4 separate regions of the Mus musculus genome follow, and all the other regions are linked to region 3. The links are chromatin contacts, called in public Hi-C and promoter capture Hi-C maps. All regions are on one chromosome and are shown on one strand. Each heading gives the region's core, a stretch centred on a gene start, on an enhancer-like site or on the middle of the called end of the contact. The rest is flanking DNA. Distances are from core to core; before and after follow the strand shown. Region 1 overlaps Nrxn3 (neurexin III). Region 2 overlaps Nrxn3 (neurexin III). Region 3 holds the start of Dio2 (deiodinase, iodothyronine, type II). Region 4 overlaps Nrxn3 (neurexin III).

Region 1 (3,925 bases), core at 339-2,838, 1.2 Mb after region 3:
TGGCTAATACAAATTATTCTGCATTCACTGTTTTCCTTTCTTTGGTCATTTTAATCATTTCTCAATTAATTTGCAAGCAATGTCTTCTTATACATGGACCATTCTAGTGCCTTCTGGATGTCCAATGGCATACAGCAGAGGCTGAGTTCAGCAAGTATAAGTGGTAGAGTGGGATAACATGCAGTGGGCTCATATTTGAGATGTCAACTCGAAGGTCAGAATTTGTAGGACCAATTTTGTGTGTATGTGTGAATCTGGGCCAACAGTCCAAGCTTAGCCAAATAATAATAGTAATGATAATAATTATGTTAGTAATAATAATATTGGGAAATGCCAGGAGAAAGCATTAGATTGCCCATGACTTCCAAACACATGAGAATATGAAGAAAAGGAGGACTTAAAAAGGCCCAGTTGGGGAATTTTCACATTTATGTCACAATTCTCCAGCCTCACTTGATCTAAACATTTTCCATCAGGTGTTCAGCACATTTTAAAAGCATGCCATATCATAAAATACCTTATTCTTAAAAATAATCTAAAGCAATTGATGCATATCTAATTATTGGTGAACAGCAATGTGCATTAGCTTATCAAAGGGGCCCCATGAATCTTGTAATGAAGAGCTTCATTTGACCAAAGCTTTCCTATGCTCACTTTATCAACTTTTATTAACCTGTATAATATGATTTCTTGGAATCTTTGACAAATTAAAGTGTAGGTGGAGAAGAGAGAAGTCAACTGGGCAGAAGTGGGGTGAGTTTTTACACTAGCGAGAAGTTCCATGCCAAGTGTGTGGTTTTAGCACATCAGGTCGCTGCTCTGAGGAGTGTAAACCAAGAAAGGCATTCTTTTAATTTGTTATTCATAATAGAAATCCAGCCCAGTCAATCAATCAAGCCTTATTAACTGTCAACTGAACTTAATACTTTTCTAAGAATATAATTATATGATAATAAGTGAAAAACACCAGGTTGGAAACTAATTCTTTCCTGGCCTTTGGTAACATGTGAGCCTGGCCTACTCTCTGTCATTTGTGTAGACTAGTTAGAAATTTGTCACACTGGGGGACCTTCGATGGCATGAAAGGGATTACTAAGTAAGCCAGTAAGGCACCATTTATAACTTGGGGGTCTATGTATATTTTAGATTCACAACCTGGTTTAACGAATTCTCTAAATTAAAAGTAAATTCCCAAACCTGCTTTCACTGTTTGAAAAAAAAAAGAAAAAAAAGAAAAAAAAAAAAACATCAACAACAACAAAAATACCAGACAAAGACACTAACTCTCTACCTCTCCCAAATTCCTTTCTTCTTTGTAGCTGCTGCCTGCCACCAGCATTGAGGTAGGAGGTATGGCAGAAAGTGAAAGGATTTATTAATTTCAAATAAAATTACTAGATGGCTTGGACATTCCACGCTTTAGCCCTGTGTTCTAATTGTTGGGACTAACAGAAAGCACAGCATGTAATTGCCTTTATTCCAAAGGTTCTATAAAAGAACAATGATCAAGGCAAGGGATTATTGTACCCTTAGTTCTGCAAATCTTTGTGTTCTTTGTGTTTTTCCAGGAAAATGAAAGGCACACACTGCTAAGCGAGATTGGGGTGAGAGTGCCACCTAGTGGCCTCTATTCACAACATGCTGTAAATTGTGCCTTTCTGGGATTTTAACCAGCCAAATCCAAAAGAATTAGTGCTACTCACCACCATAGCATTTGCAGGCCCCTGTTTGACCTCACAGCTCATGGGGACAGCTTGAATAATTAATGGAGATTGAAAGTGGCTTCTAAACAACATAATCTTTTTTTTTTCTTTCATCTCATTTTCTACATTAATTTTATACCATTAAGCTACTCTGATGGTCTGTAGGTCAGATGCTATTTCCAAAGACTGATTTGGGTCTCTGTGGAATTGGATATGGGATAATTGGTATGACTCTGCATACCTTCTTTTCTAGGAGGGAAGAGACAAAGTACCACGGTAGACATCCTGAAATGTATTCCCCACCTCGCCCTTCCTCACTTCCCTATAGTTTGCCTGCACTGGAAGAGAAATCATTTTCTTTTGATGGATTGCAAAGTGCAGCAAACTGCTTCCTTCTTTGGAATCACACAGATGTGAATTTGAAGCTTAATTACACAGCTCTAATATCCCATTCCTCTTCAGTAAAGTGACAATAGGAACATTTATTTTGAAAGAATATTGAATTATTGGGGATTAAATGAATTGATACTTGTAAAACAGCTATCGCAACATCCAATGCTAAATGGATATATGCTGTGTGTTTTCCTCCATGTAGATTGATCTGTCTCTGTCTCTCCATTTCTGTCTCTCTGTGTCTCTGTCTCTGTCTCTACACACACACACACACACACACACACACACTATACTCCACTAAAATTACACTTAAATTACAGAGGTAATAAAGATCAGACTCATCAATTAAAGTTTAGGACTCACTATCACATAACATTTATGATGGAAAGGGCCTTAAAAATAACAGAAGTTCACATTGAAAGATGGGGAATTGAAGAAAATGAGATTTTGTATATCTATCCCGAAGGCATAAAACCATTTACTGGCACTGATTGTATTAAACCCTAGGATTCTGACTGTCCAACTGTCTTGCTCTTCACAGGAGGCACTGGGGGCGACAGCTGTGACTGCAGCCTGTATTAGACAAGGGTCAGGAATAGCAAGTGGCTTCCTAAACATCCTGCAGGGAGTTAATGTCAAGGCTAGATCAGAGGCCAGCTCAGATGCCAGTAGAGTTCCATGTAATTGCCCCATGCTGCCTCGAGTTTATTTCCTTATATGGATATGATTTCAGCATAATGTGTGCTTGGATGCTAGGCTGCAGACTCAGGATCATCACCTGACTAATTACAATTATCCATCAAATTCTGAAAGAGAGGTTACCTTCTTTTGCCAGTCTTAATTTTTGAACCACAATTGGTTGCTTTTTCATATGACTGACAATTATAAGCCCACCACCTACACCAGAATCTGAAGATGTAATCTTAACATTTTCAAATACTATTTTCTAATCTACTCTATTGGTTTAATAATAGGAGATGGGTAATTTTTGTGTACCTTTTATCTTCCACTCTTTGAGCATATTGCTAACATATAGTGTGCTGGCAGGAAGCACTTGCACTTTGTATGAGACTCTCAGAACTCTTTTACATACATATGAATTTATTCATTTACACATTGCCTTCCTAAATACAGATTCCATTCTGCAGAGAATCTGTCTATTTGGCCATCACTATATGTTCAGTTCTTCCCATAACAATGCTTGATATACAGTAGGTACTTAGTGAATAAAAATTAAATAAATGAACAGCCCATTAAGTCAAACATGTCCAGCCCCTCCTACAGCATACTCTTCAATATTAATTATATTCCCTATGAAATTCTATATTTTTGGACACTCCATTTTCTTAAAAAGAGTAATGCATTTGCTGGTAGAAAGAACAGACACATGGAGGGTGACTAATCAGGGATATTTAATTATTAATTATAGAAGGATTTATACAGCTCTACCCCTGTTCTCTGGGCATGACTCTATCAAAGATAGAGCCTGGTGAGAATGATATTACAACAAGGGACTAGCTGTCTACTACAAGCTGAAGAAGAAAGATTGTGAAATTCAGAGGAAGGGCCAATGCTTAGCCTTGCCTGTTCTTGTCCAAAGAGCAGGCTTTGTGACTTCTATTTAACCAAAAAGAAGTTTCAGAAGAGGAAGTCAGAGAAGACAGTAAAGCAGAGGCAAAGCCTGTCATAGTTGCACTTACCCTCAGCCACATCATCATCCACTGTTAGCTTAAGGCTTTTTCCTCTCCGCACTACCCGGACGGTGTGCCACTCATTGTCATTGAGCTTCTGCCCTGCATACAGGGTCTCAGGTCCTTTGCCTAAGAATG
Region 2 (3,730 bases), core at 294-2,793, 1.2 Mb after region 3:
CCCCAACACGGTCAAAAACACAACCATCAAAAAATATCAACTCCATCACATGCAACAGAATTCAGTATATACCAAGTATGACAGAAATACATAGTTGGCCACACACCATCAATGATTACACAGGAAAGGGAGAGGGCTGAACGCATGTTCTCCTTTAGGTAGACTTTGCATAAAAGTTTCATGTTCTAACATTCAACAAGAAAGACACCTTATTTGGAGCATGGATTTGTACTTGAATAATGCTAAAGTAGAGAAAAATTGTTCTCATAATTCTAAAGAAATAATGTACAATGTTTTATTCCAAAACTAAAGGCCCCTAAATCCATTCTGTAATGCTGCAATTATGAGTAGAAAGGAAAAGGAGGGAAAATTAGCTCAAGTGTGCTGTGTCCTATAGGTGTTAAACAATTTATGTAAATTGTGTTATTAAGTCCCCCGAGAAGCTCAAATAGGTAATTATGATTAAACTCCATTCCATAGATTTATAGTATTAAACCAATTTACCCAAGGCCCCAACTTTCTCTAGGAATGCTAATGCCTATTTTAGAGAGATAAATATGGAGACTACCTCTTCACCAGATTCCCAGAGTGCAGTCCTTAGAACAGTCATCGAGTATTGGTAGAACTACAAATTCTTGGAGCCCACCCTTAATCTATTAAACTGGAAACTTTGAAGGAGACAGAAATCCATCTGCATAACCTTCAACAATTCTAATGCAGCCCACGCTTTGAAAGCTACCACACTATGCCACACTGTTATTTAGAGATTTAATATACATGATAAGGTGTGCCCGCCCCTGGGGTGTTTCTAGACCAGAAGATGCAAAAGAATTATTTTGCTGTAAGGAGAAACTAGTAAATCCTGGGTAATTTTCTTTCATTATCATTTCTATTTTTATGTGTCTTTACCTATCTAAATATAGTGGTGCATGTACATAATTTATAAGCCAGTATATCCACTTCCAAGGCATTCTAGGAATCTATTTATTTTCCAGACGGGAGTAAAAAAGAATATTATACAAGATTTGCAATCTCATCCCTACAGACAGCCATTAATATCAATCTTTTTAGTTAGTCTGAAACCAATCTTTAACCATTCTCTTTTCATTCTTAAGTTATACTTTGACCTAGGGGTAAATATAAATAGTAATATCTGAGCTAACAAAAAAAAATAGTGTAAAATTCAGGATTAGTCCAGATTCCCCAAGATTCTCAGCAAAGGAGATGGCCACTATGGCTCAGCCAATGTATTAGTTACGAATCAATGCATAAAAGCACTTGACAGAGTGAAGAAAATATATTTATTTATTTAAAAAATATTTATTATTACTGCATCTTTTGCATTTTCCAAGCTAAGCTTCACACAGGCACAGAATACTAAATGTGACCAGGCAGGGTGTTCAAGATAGATAAACTAGGAGAGAGAGAGTTCAACTTCTAGGTGGCAAGACATTTTGTATTTATTCATGAAGGGTGGAAGCAGAGCAAGCCATCAATCATGAGACAAAGCTATTAGGATATGACATAAGAAAGTTCAAGCCAATTACTAACGCTGAGGGAACAGCGCCACTGCTGGGCTTCTGCAGCTCCTATTTGCTGTGTGGTTCCCCCATGTGGAGATGAAAGGAGGGACATGGTCATGTTCTCAGTGGGTCTTAAACTTGAGCATTGTGTCCTGCAAGTTTCATTAACAATGGCAAATCAGGACAGCTTCTTTCAAAGGATAAAAGTGTCTGAGAAAGCCACAGGGCTCCCTAGCCAAACAGCTCTCACCAGACAATGGACTAGTAATTCAACTGTGCTCAAGAATCAGAAACACATGGAAGGCTTCCCCTTGAAACGCAAAAACTTTGAGAAAACACAGCAATTCTTTGCATGGTTACTGAAGCTGGAGAAAAGCCATTCTCCTCCCCTCTAACGGCCATAGTTTAGCCATTTTAAAAGACCAGTCTGCACATTGCCCTCCCCCCCCCCCCAGATCAAACATTCTTCAATAACTACATGCAGGATTCTTCTCCTTCTTTGTGGCCACACACTTATTATCTGCAGCATTAATGTCTCCATGTGACAATTTGAATTTTATTATGCATTCTACTATTTTCTACTTTTTATGTATCTGTTTTAAAATATTTGTTATTAAAAGACTAGTTGGTGCACACTTTTTAGAAGTCGTGTATTTTGCTTTGGGGAGGTTCTTTCTGCATTAGGAATACATGCATTCAAACAAAGTGTTTCCATATGTGACTAGCTGACATGAACTGCTAGGTTCATGAGTTTCCTTTATCTCATACTTTTAAATCCTTAATGATAAAGTGAGACTTTAGTCTGCAAAGAGAACAGACTAAGTCTTATCCATTAAACGGTTGCTCAGGAATCAGAGAGGGAATTACAGACCATTTCCAAATTCTTCTAAGCTATTCCTTATCCCATAAGGGTAAACCCCATGACTGCTGCATTATCACTATCCAGCTGTATGTTCAATGACTTCACATCAGTTCACAACTAAACATGGAGCTCATTTCAAGGTTTTCATCACGAGTCTCTTGCCTCCTATCCCTGTTACACTACCTACCATCTGTCCCCAGATCACTGTGTAACAGTATCCTTCCCACCTCTCTAACATGCTGATATTCAGACTGTTATCACTGTCTTTTTTTTTTCCATTTTTTATTAGGTATTTAGCTCATTTACATTTCCAATGCTATACCAAAAGTCCCCCATAACCCCCCCCCCGAATCCCCTACCCACCCACTCCCCCTTTTTGGCCCTGTCTTATGACATGAGCATCATCCCAAAGCTTGTGAGCCAAGTACATCTCCAGGCTCCAGGTAGCCCTACTGCTTGGGGGCTAGATCAGGAATCTGAGTTGTAACAGGCTCTCCAGGTGTTTCTCTTGTTTCTCTTCTTTTCTCTTCTCTTCTCTTCTCTTCTCTTCTCTTCTCTTCTCTTCTCTTCTCTTCTCTTCTCTTCTCTTCTCTTCTCTTCTCTTCCCTTCCCTTCTCTTCTTTCTTTCTTTTTTTTTTGGGGGGGGGCTTTCCCTGGGTTTATCTTCTTTGTAAACTGTATTTTATTGGATATTTTCTTTATTTACATTTCAAATGTTATCCCTGTTCTTGCTTTCCCCTCCAAAAAACACCCTCCCCCATCCCCTATTCTCGCCCCTTTCCCCCTCCCCCTCTCCCTGCTCACCAACCCACCCACTCCCACTTCTTGGCCCTGGCATTTCCCCACACTGGGGCATAGAGCCTTACAAGGCCAAGGATCGTTCCTCCCATTGATGTCCCACTAGACCATCCTCTGCTACATATGCAGCTAGAGCCATGGATTCCCCCCATGTGTACTCTTTGGTTAGTGGTTTAGTCCCTGGGAGCTCTGGGGGTACTGGTTAATTCATATTGTTGTTCCTCCTATGGGGCTGCAAACCCTTCAGCTCCTTAGGTCCTTTCTCTAGCTCCTTCACTGGGGACCATATGCTTAGTCCAATGGATGACTCTGAGCATCCACTTCTGTATTTGTTAGGCACTGGTAGAGCCTCTCAGGAGACAGCTATATCAGGCTCCTGTCAGCAAACACTTGTTGGCACCCACAACAGTGTCTGTATTTGGTGATTGTATATGGGATGGATCCCCAGGTGGGTCAGTCTCTGGATGGTTATTTCTTCAGTCTCTATGCCACACTTTGTCTCTGTAACTCCTTCCATGGGTGTTTTGTTCCCCCTTCTAAGAAGGTT
Region 3 (4,148 bases), core at 1,437-3,936:
TCAATGAGAGGAGAGGCCCTTGGTCCCACTTTCCTTCATTTGTGTGATAATGGTTCTATGACTTAAAGAGTAAATCCCTTGAAGATCAAAATGCTAAACACATTTTATTATAACAAGCAGCCAGGAAACCCCGTGCAGAAAGAGACCTAGCTCTGGTGGATTGTAACTTATTTCAATTCCATTCTGACATTTCTAATCTCAAATAAAGGAAAGAAAGGGACAAGAGCAAACCGCACCCACTGGTTTTAATTCTATTCTCTAAGTACTTCTGTTCCGCACATTACACGTGAAAAGGGAACATTTTTCCACTCCTTGCCAATCCTTCTTAAGAGGCCATTCCAATCACACTGTAGGTCTTGAGAATACAGGCAAATGGGTTAACTTTCCTCCTTCTCAGAAGAGCTCTGCATAGGGTTGAGATTTTCAGGACTGGGCAGTGAGTAGAAGCTTCATTTCAGGGGGCAGGGGAGGGGTATACCTCCCATCCTAGTTGCCAGGGACTTCATCAGGAATTGAAGTGCCCTCATCTACACTAATTAAGGTACTTTGCAACCCCCTCCTCTTTGTCCTCTCTTTCCTCCCATAAAGGCATTGAGAAGTTTGAAAGAAAGGAACACACAAACATTGTATTTGTGAATATCTTTTTGCAAACAGCACATGCTGGTCCAAGGAGAGATATTCCGTGGTTTATGTTAATTTTTCAAACATCTAAAGTCTCCTCATCTAAATAAAAATTTAGCCCATGGAGTATACACTCAAACCTCACAATTGACGATTAGGAAGGAAAGAAAGAAGGAAGGAAGGAAGGAAGGAAGGAAGGAAGGAAGGAAGGAAGGGGAGAGGAGAGGAGAGGAGAGGAGAGGAGAGGAGAAGAGAAGAGAAGAGAAGAGAAGAGAAGAGAAGAGAAGAGAAGAGAAGAGAAGAGAAGAGGAAAGAAATAAAAATATGATGGTAGAGAGCCCTTGTCTTTGGGGAGCAGCCATGCAAAAAGCTACCTCATTTTAGAATTCCAGGGCACCTCTCTACCATGTTATGTTGTATGTGAATGGCGCCCCCTAGTGTGAAGCAGAGCTGAGCCCTCTATATGCCCTAGGTATTCATTCATTCAGAACACCACTGAGCTGAACATGTCCCAACCAGGATTCTTATGTGCTCGGGAGATGGCAATGTGTAGAGAAGACAAGAGTTGTGGGTCACATAGAGCTTACTCTCTCCTTGGGACTATTTTTCAGAACCATATTACCAGCTGAACAAAATACATCCATATGCAGATTTTAGCCCATGCTCTCTACAAAGAATGACCTCTGTTTAGGCTTTACAGTCCTGTCAATACAGAGTTGGAGACCGGGGGCAAGATATAGAAGCTCAAGGGACTGACCACCTGTTTGCATCTACTGTTCAGCTCGAGCTTGACAGGAGCTCTGTGAACATAGAAAACTCAACAAATTGACTTTCAATTTCAATTTATGTTTCCACTCCAGTGTCTATAATTGTCACTACTACTCTCAGAAAAATGTCACTCCTAGAAGTGATCTGTTAGGTAAGAGAGGGAGGAAACGTAGAAGGAGGTAGGGGTGGAAACTCACTGCCAGGTTCTATCTGTTTAAATAACTGTCCTGGGAACTAAAAGGCAAGAGAGTCCACTGAGGCCCAAGGGGCACCTGGTGTTAATTCTTGGTTTGTTTCTATTCCTAACCACTTACAGCCCCTAGCCACTTACAACCCCTACCATCTATATAGCCCCTTACTACCTATATAGCCCCTAACTACCTATAGCCTTTTTACTTTCTTTTAATCTTCTCCTCCAAGCAAACTAAATGGCTCCCTAAAGCTTCTGGACTATTAAAGGCTGAATTTAAGAGATTCTCATAAATAATCAATTTCTCAGTCTCCTGGGATCTAAATGCCAATGAATGGAAATAGTATTTTATCAGTGTTGTAGGGAAATGACACTGAAAGAGTTGGTCACTCAGCAGCTCCTTCCATGGCTGGAAGGTTAGTTGTTATTGTTGTTGTTGTTGTAATATCGAAGCTTTAGTAAAACCAAAAATAATACTTGAATTCAGTTTGGGAATAATCTTTAAAGATATACCATGGTGGTCTCAAATAGTTTATAAAATTTCCAACTCAAAATTCACTTTCTATTCCCTCTGATAAGATCATTACTGAAAATATATTCATAACACCCAGGAATGAGATCGGGTGAGAAAAAAACCAATCCTGTGTAAAGGTGTAACGCCCACACGGGAGCATTAATAGCTTTATTTTTTCTTTTTAATGGAGCAGAGAGCACCCATGTTCACGCTTTCGCTTTTCTACCTGCCTGCCAGGAAGCTTTCTTGCCAAAATTCCTAAGTTAATAAAAATGATAATCAGAGGAAAGTGTTAACATATTAGTCTACAAATTACTTTTCTTTAAGTTTGGAAGCATTTCTTGAGACTTGTCAAAGGTAACATCGTTTTTTCTTTCTCTCCCTTTAAAGCACAAAGCAAAATCCTTCTGTCTCCCCCACCTCTCCTTTTAAAAAAGTTGTAGAGTTTTGCCTTTCTGCTCACTGCACTCCTGGCCAAAGTAAGCCCTCTTTCTCAATGACGTCAAGATCTTTAGCAAGATTAGGCTTTCATTTCTCTATTGCAGCAATTAGCCAGGGAATGTATAAAAGGCTTCAGGGAGACTCACTAGCTGCAGAGAGAGGCACTCTGCAGCCAGCGGAGGCAGAAGATAGCAAAGAGGGAAACGCCAGAGGGAGGGGGCAGAGGACAGCCGCTCCTGGAGAACCTGGAGAAAGGACAGGCAGAGGGAGACAGGCTGGGAGGAGGAGAACAGAAAGTATGTTTACAACGGAGTAAAGACAGAGCGAAAGAAAGAAAGAAAAAAAGAAAGAAAGAAAGAAAAAAACCCCAAACAAACCAAACAACCCCTACCCTTACAGCACAGTTAAGAAATTGGCAGTGCAAGAAGCCAGACAGCGTTTAAAGGAACATGAAAAGCTAAAAGAAAATTTTTACCATCTCTGCAGTCTCATAGGTGCCTGGAAATGAAAGTAGAACTTCCTGTCTTTAACGGACTCTGACAGGGGTAAACTGGATTAGGGACTGGCACGCCAGGGTTTTTGTTGTTGTTGTTGCTGGTGGTGGTGCCTTTTTTTTTTTTTTAAACCATCTTAAATCCTGGAAAAAAATGCATCTCGGAATTGAATGAATTGATGGGTACACTCCAACTGCTGGGCTGCAGAGCCTGAACCTGGTCTTTCCATTTCTGCTTCTTTCAAAGAAGAGACAAGTTGGGATTTCTTCTAATTTAGCTTTTCTCCCTCTCCCTCACCCCCCTCCCAACCTTCCCCTTGGTCCCCCACTTCTCTACCACCACCTTCCTTTGCAAAAAGAAGGTGACTGGGGAAGCAGAGTGCCCAGGAGACTGACCGAGGAGGCAGAGAAGATGGGACTCCTCAGCGTAGACTTGCTGATCACCCTGCAGATCCTGCCAGTCTTTTTCTCCAACTGCCTCTTCCTGGCGCTCTATGACTCGGTCATTCTGCTCAAGCACGTGGCGTTGCTTCTGAGCCGCTCCAAGTCCACTCGCGGAGAGTGGAGGCGCATGCTGACCTCAGAAGGGCTGCGCTGTGTCTGGAACAGCTTCCTCCTAGATGCCTACAAACAGGTGAGCTGCAGCCACTGAGCTTCTCCTGGGTCGCAAGGGCTAGGGGTGTGGAAGGTGTGGGGCTGCTGGCTCTGGGGAGTCCTACTTGGGGTGTCCTCTCCAGTGACTATGTTCCACGGAGTCTCAGTGCCACTTGGGACACCTGTTGCACAGGTTAGATTTGGGAGTGACAGACACGGAGCCACGGGGACTCTTGGTGACTTCAGTAGGAGTCTTTAATGAGGGCTGCTGTTACTTTGCACTGAATTGGCAGTTGAAGGGGTTTGTGCTGGTATAAAATAACTGTAGGTAAAATCAGAGTTCTGGGAGGGGGGCTTGGAACTTGCTGTATTTGTTCTGCCCTTGATATGAGCTGGTTTCTGCTGCTTTGCTTTACATGTGTGATATGTAGGAGAAGGTTTGAATAGTGTTTTCTTTCTGCTGAAATGGTCAGAGTTGGATGAGGATGATGGTGGTGGTGGTGATGATGATAATGATGATGACGATG
Region 4 (3,831 bases), core at 385-2,884, 1.2 Mb after region 3:
ATTAAGTCATGATTTTTAAAAAAAAATAGTATGGCTATTTTAATTTGGGTGACAGAGTATAATAGATTAATTCATAGGAATATTTTTTAATTTCTTAAAGAGAAATAGTTTTTTTCTTGAGACCCCAAAATATTGAAACATACTTCCTTATGCAGATATCTAAAAGTGGTAGGGTTTATTTTCTGAACTTCTAAACAAACTCATCGAATCTATGTAACCTTGGGTTGTCCTTCTTTAGCCACTTGACAAATCCTCAACTTTCTAAGCCATGGGACCAGAAAATCATAGGATTAACACAGAAGCAAATCATACTTTACCTTATGCCTACCTTCTCGGGGGGTGAGGGGGTAGATGACCACAATTTATAAGTTCATCCCCCTTAATCCAATCATCAAACACTTTATCTTGCCTTCTGTTGTTCTTTAACAAAGGGGAATGCCAAGGCTGCCTGATGGGACATAATCCCCTGGATGGAACAGAACTGACCTGTATTAGCATCATTCCACCTGAAAGCTTAAGCCCAATACAAGCAACTGACAGCAAAGATGACCCAGGTCAACTGTGAGCAAAAGGTATAGTAAGGAACCGGAGCTTTGCGTTTCAGTGTGCACAAGCTCTCACAAAATTATGAGAATACGGTGCAAGAAAATGTAGTACTGATGTCTTGAGAATTCTTACAGCCAACTGGAAATTGCAGTTAAAGGGAAGAAGGAGTAGAAAGCGAGAAACCTAAAATGAGAGTACACATCCCTCAAGCCTTTGCTACATAAAATTTGGGGGTCCAGAATTCTATAATATTTGCTTAAGGTCAAAATTTTCTTATACTGCAGGGGAGATTATCTATACACTCCAAGGGTCAAAACTGTGTTCCCATAAAGATGAAATAATGTACATATTTCAAAGGGATGCAGGAACTAATAGTATTGAATGCCTCAAGCACTCTAGGTGAACAGGTATTTGAAGGAAAGGTCCTCTGGGCTCCCTGGAATTTCTTCATGATAATTGCCTAGAGCCGGGCAACAGTAGCAGAACTTAGTTCACATCAGGGAGAAAAAAATGAACTTGGAATGAACTTTTCTCAGCCATACACAGTAAAGGATATTAAAATTATATTTCAATCAGAGAATTCACAATTCATTTTACTAGAAATCATACAGCAAACATTATCTGATACCTCTAAGTCCAACACGTAGCTGGAATTTATGAGCTGTCCGAGTAACACAAAAAGGTGTTTAGTGCCTATATGTAGATTTCTTTAACGTATAAGATCTATTAATTATAAATCCAAGCATATATAAAATAAAAAAGGAACAATAATCAGATCTTCAAGTTTATAAATGGAATATATTTATTACATTTTAGCCATCCTACCAATCCTTTGATTATTAGACTTTACTATCAGCCTTTGGGTGGCTTGATATTTTTTTTAACTTGAGACTAGACCTAAAGCTTACAGTGTCAAAATCCTAGTGTCAAAATGCCCTTTAGCCTGTAGGCTCCTCCTATTGCTTTTCCTGGCTTCACTCAATGTTCTTTGAAACTTTCATTCAATCCACTCTTTCACAAACTGAGCCAGGCTTTGGCTCTTTGCCCTGAGCAGATGAGTGATGTTTACTCTCCACACAGCTTATTCTATGTTCAGCTGCCGCTCACACACTGCCAGCAATTCTTCTAAGCCAGGTCTTGATCAACTCATACCCTTGTGCAAAATCATCCCTTAGTACTTGTGATGGTTAATTTTGTCAACTTGATACAATCTAGAATCACCGGCCAAAAGAGTCTAATTGATGGATTGTCTGGGCTAGATTTCCTGTAGGCATATCTCTGGGAAACTATCCTGATTATTTTAGTGAAGATAGAAGGCATGGCCACTGTGGGTAGCTCCATTCCTTATAAAGGGAATCCTGTGGTTTTATAAAAAATAAAGAAAGGGAGTCAACCACCAGAATGTATACATCAATTCATTGGTCTATGTTCTTGATTGCTGATGTAATATGATCAACTGCTGCCCCAGTTTCCCAAGGATGATAGACTGTAAACTGAAATTGTGAACCAAATCAATCTTTTCTTCCTTAAGTTGTTTTTGCAGTGGAATATTATCACGGCAACATAGAAAAAAAAAGTAGGGCAATTCTTTTCATCTGAAACCTTTTGCCTCCAGAGTCTTGTGGATCTCACTTAATAGGGTACCACCGCTGTGATTCCTCCTTGCTTGACTACAATTAAATGTTCAGTTCTCCAAGAAGTCCCTGGTGTTTCCCACCATCCTTCCCTGTTCACATTGTTTGTTCCACATAACACTGAGCTTGGGCAGAGCACATCAGACATAAAGATAAAATAAGAAATGCATACATTGGACCTCATGTCCATAAAAATGGTACATATGGTTACCATATAGCCCACTGAACTTGGGCAGAGCAGATCAGACATAAAGATAAAATAAGAAATGCATACATTGAACTTCATGTCTATAAAAATGGTACATATGGTTACCATATAGCCCACATTACCCTGGTTATGTGGACTAATTTGAGATATATTTGATTTTTGAAAGATAGAGGAAATAATTAAATATAAAGTCATTTTTTAGAGGAAAAAAGTATTTGCTTAGAAAAGAACATGAACAATTAAGTACAAGAATTAAAATTTTATCACAAACTTTAGTATATAGCATTGTGATTTTGCTGTAGGCTTCCCTCCAATCCCCTTTTTCTTCTAGTACTCAGGTATCCCTTTAACATGCCCCTCCTTACATAAGAGAAGCCTGTTCCTCTGGCCCTTCCCTTCTGTCATAAAGGAGAGTGGGAGATAGAAAGGCATAATTATATATAACACTATCCGGACAAAGTTGACCTTTGTTATTGATTAGCTAATCCTAGGAAATGTAGTATTCTTCTTACAATGCACTTCTATGTAAAATGTAAGATAAATGAGGTAGTTACACACACACACACACACACACACACACACACACACACACACATATATATATATAATATATATATATATATTATATATATATATATATGTAACTAGTATAAATAATGAATAATCATAACAAATTAATGACTGTGCCTAGCCTGGCTCATTATAGCATTTACATCAATCCCCTATTTGCTTCCAAACTAATATCTCATTATTATCATTATTACAGTTCAGGTCTTAGATGTTCCCTGAAGTTCTAAACATTGACATTTGGTGCTCTGCCTGACACTCCATTGAGAAGTGGTGAATGGTGGAAATTCATGGAAGGACATTAGATCATGGGGGCTGTGATGTTGGAGAAGACACTGGGATCCTTCTCTTTCTTTTTTTTTATGTTTCCTGGCTACCATAAAGTGAAAGATCTTTTATATCAGTTGTTTTCAAATTTCCTAATGCTACAACCCTTTAATATAGTTGTTTATGTGGTGACCCCCCCAAACATAAAAATATTTTATTGCCACCCCATAACTAATTTTGCTACTATTATGAATCATGATGTAAATATGTGATATGCAGGGTGTCTGATATGTCAAACCAAAATGGGTCATGACTCACATGTTGAGAACTGTCTATACCAAATGTTCTGTACTGTGCATTATACTGTCAAAGCTTCATAGCCAATTGAGCATGGTCCAAACCCTCTGAAACTGTGAGGTAAAATGACCATTTGCTATTTTCAAGTTGATAATTTCAAACATTTTGTCTGCCATTGCTAGGTCATGGTAACAAGTGTAATCTTCACCATCAAGCTTCAGATACATTGCATATATTTATGAGAACTGCATTAACATTCACACTCTGCCAGATTTTATATAAAGTATCAGCAATACAAGGGCAAACAAGCAA

What was found. Promoter capture Hi-C pulls out the DNA fragments that hold promoters and counts their contacts. Hi-C and Micro-C count contacts between places; a contact is called where the count stands out from the background.
Region 1: a Hi-C map of cerebellar granule neurons shows a contact between it and region 3, with 2.9 times the contacts expected there. The contact joins the enhancer-like site here to the promoter of Dio2 in region 3. A contact is called at or near these places in 15 of 39 promoter capture datasets (the 3T3-L1 cell line, 3T3-L1-derived adipocytes, the HPC-7 cell line and 10 more), 10 of 484 Hi-C or Micro-C datasets (the AtT-20 cell line, LSK cells, cerebellar granule neurons and 5 more) and 2 of 115 datasets of contacts at active chromatin or transcription factors (astrocytes and large pre-B cells).
Region 2: a contact with region 3 is called in a promoter capture Hi-C map of liver, with 5 times the contacts expected there. The contact joins the enhancer-like site here to the promoter of Dio2 in region 3. A contact is called at or near these places in 8 of 39 promoter capture datasets (the 3T3-L1 cell line, 3T3-L1-derived adipocytes, cranial neural crest and 5 more).
Region 4: a contact with region 3 is called in a Hi-C map of cerebellum, with 1.7 times the contacts expected there. The contact joins the enhancer-like site here to the promoter of Dio2 in region 3. A contact is called at or near these places in 9 of 39 promoter capture datasets (the 3T3-L1 cell line, 3T3-L1-derived adipocytes, cranial neural crest and 5 more), 5 of 484 Hi-C or Micro-C datasets (cerebellum, cerebral cortex and uterus) and 1 of 115 datasets of contacts at active chromatin or transcription factors (astrocytes).

What each region holds. Positions count from the first base shown.
Region 1 is chr12:89,503,009-89,506,933 of GRCm38.p6, reverse strand. Nrxn3 (neurexin III) reads right to left here. Exons shown (of 20, transcript NM_001198587.3): 10 at 3,797-3,916. Among named protein-coding and RNA genes, the nearest start is that of Gm40537, 530 kb to the right of the region's middle. Within about 2 kb of position 1,588, at least 9 of the 459 cell types and tissues checked have an H3K27ac peak or open chromatin away from gene starts, as enhancers often do. A contact at or near this core is called in cerebellar granule neurons, where this site is marked.
Region 2 is chr12:89,529,059-89,532,788 of GRCm38.p6, reverse strand. The region is part of intron 13 of Nrxn3 (neurexin III); the gene reads right to left. Among named protein-coding and RNA genes, the nearest start is that of Gm40537, 560 kb to the right of the region's middle. Within about 2 kb of position 1,543, at least 5 of the 459 cell types and tissues checked have an H3K27ac peak or open chromatin away from gene starts, as enhancers often do.
Region 3 is chr12:90,737,576-90,741,723 of GRCm38.p6, reverse strand. It overlaps Dio2 (deiodinase, iodothyronine, type II), which reads left to right and starts at 2,686. Exons shown (of 2, transcript NM_010050.4): 1 at 2,686-3,661. The coding sequence starts at 3,440. It overlaps Gm26512 (a long non-coding RNA gene), which reads right to left and starts at 3,517. Exons shown (of 5, transcript XR_872906.2): 1 at 3,424-3,517.
Region 4 is chr12:89,549,269-89,553,099 of GRCm38.p6, reverse strand. The region is part of intron 14 of Nrxn3 (neurexin III); the gene reads right to left. Among named protein-coding and RNA genes, the nearest start is that of Gm40537, 580 kb to the right of the region's middle. Within about 2 kb of position 1,634, at least 3 of the 459 cell types and tissues checked have an H3K27ac peak or open chromatin away from gene starts, as enhancers often do. A contact at or near this core is called in cerebellum, where this site is marked.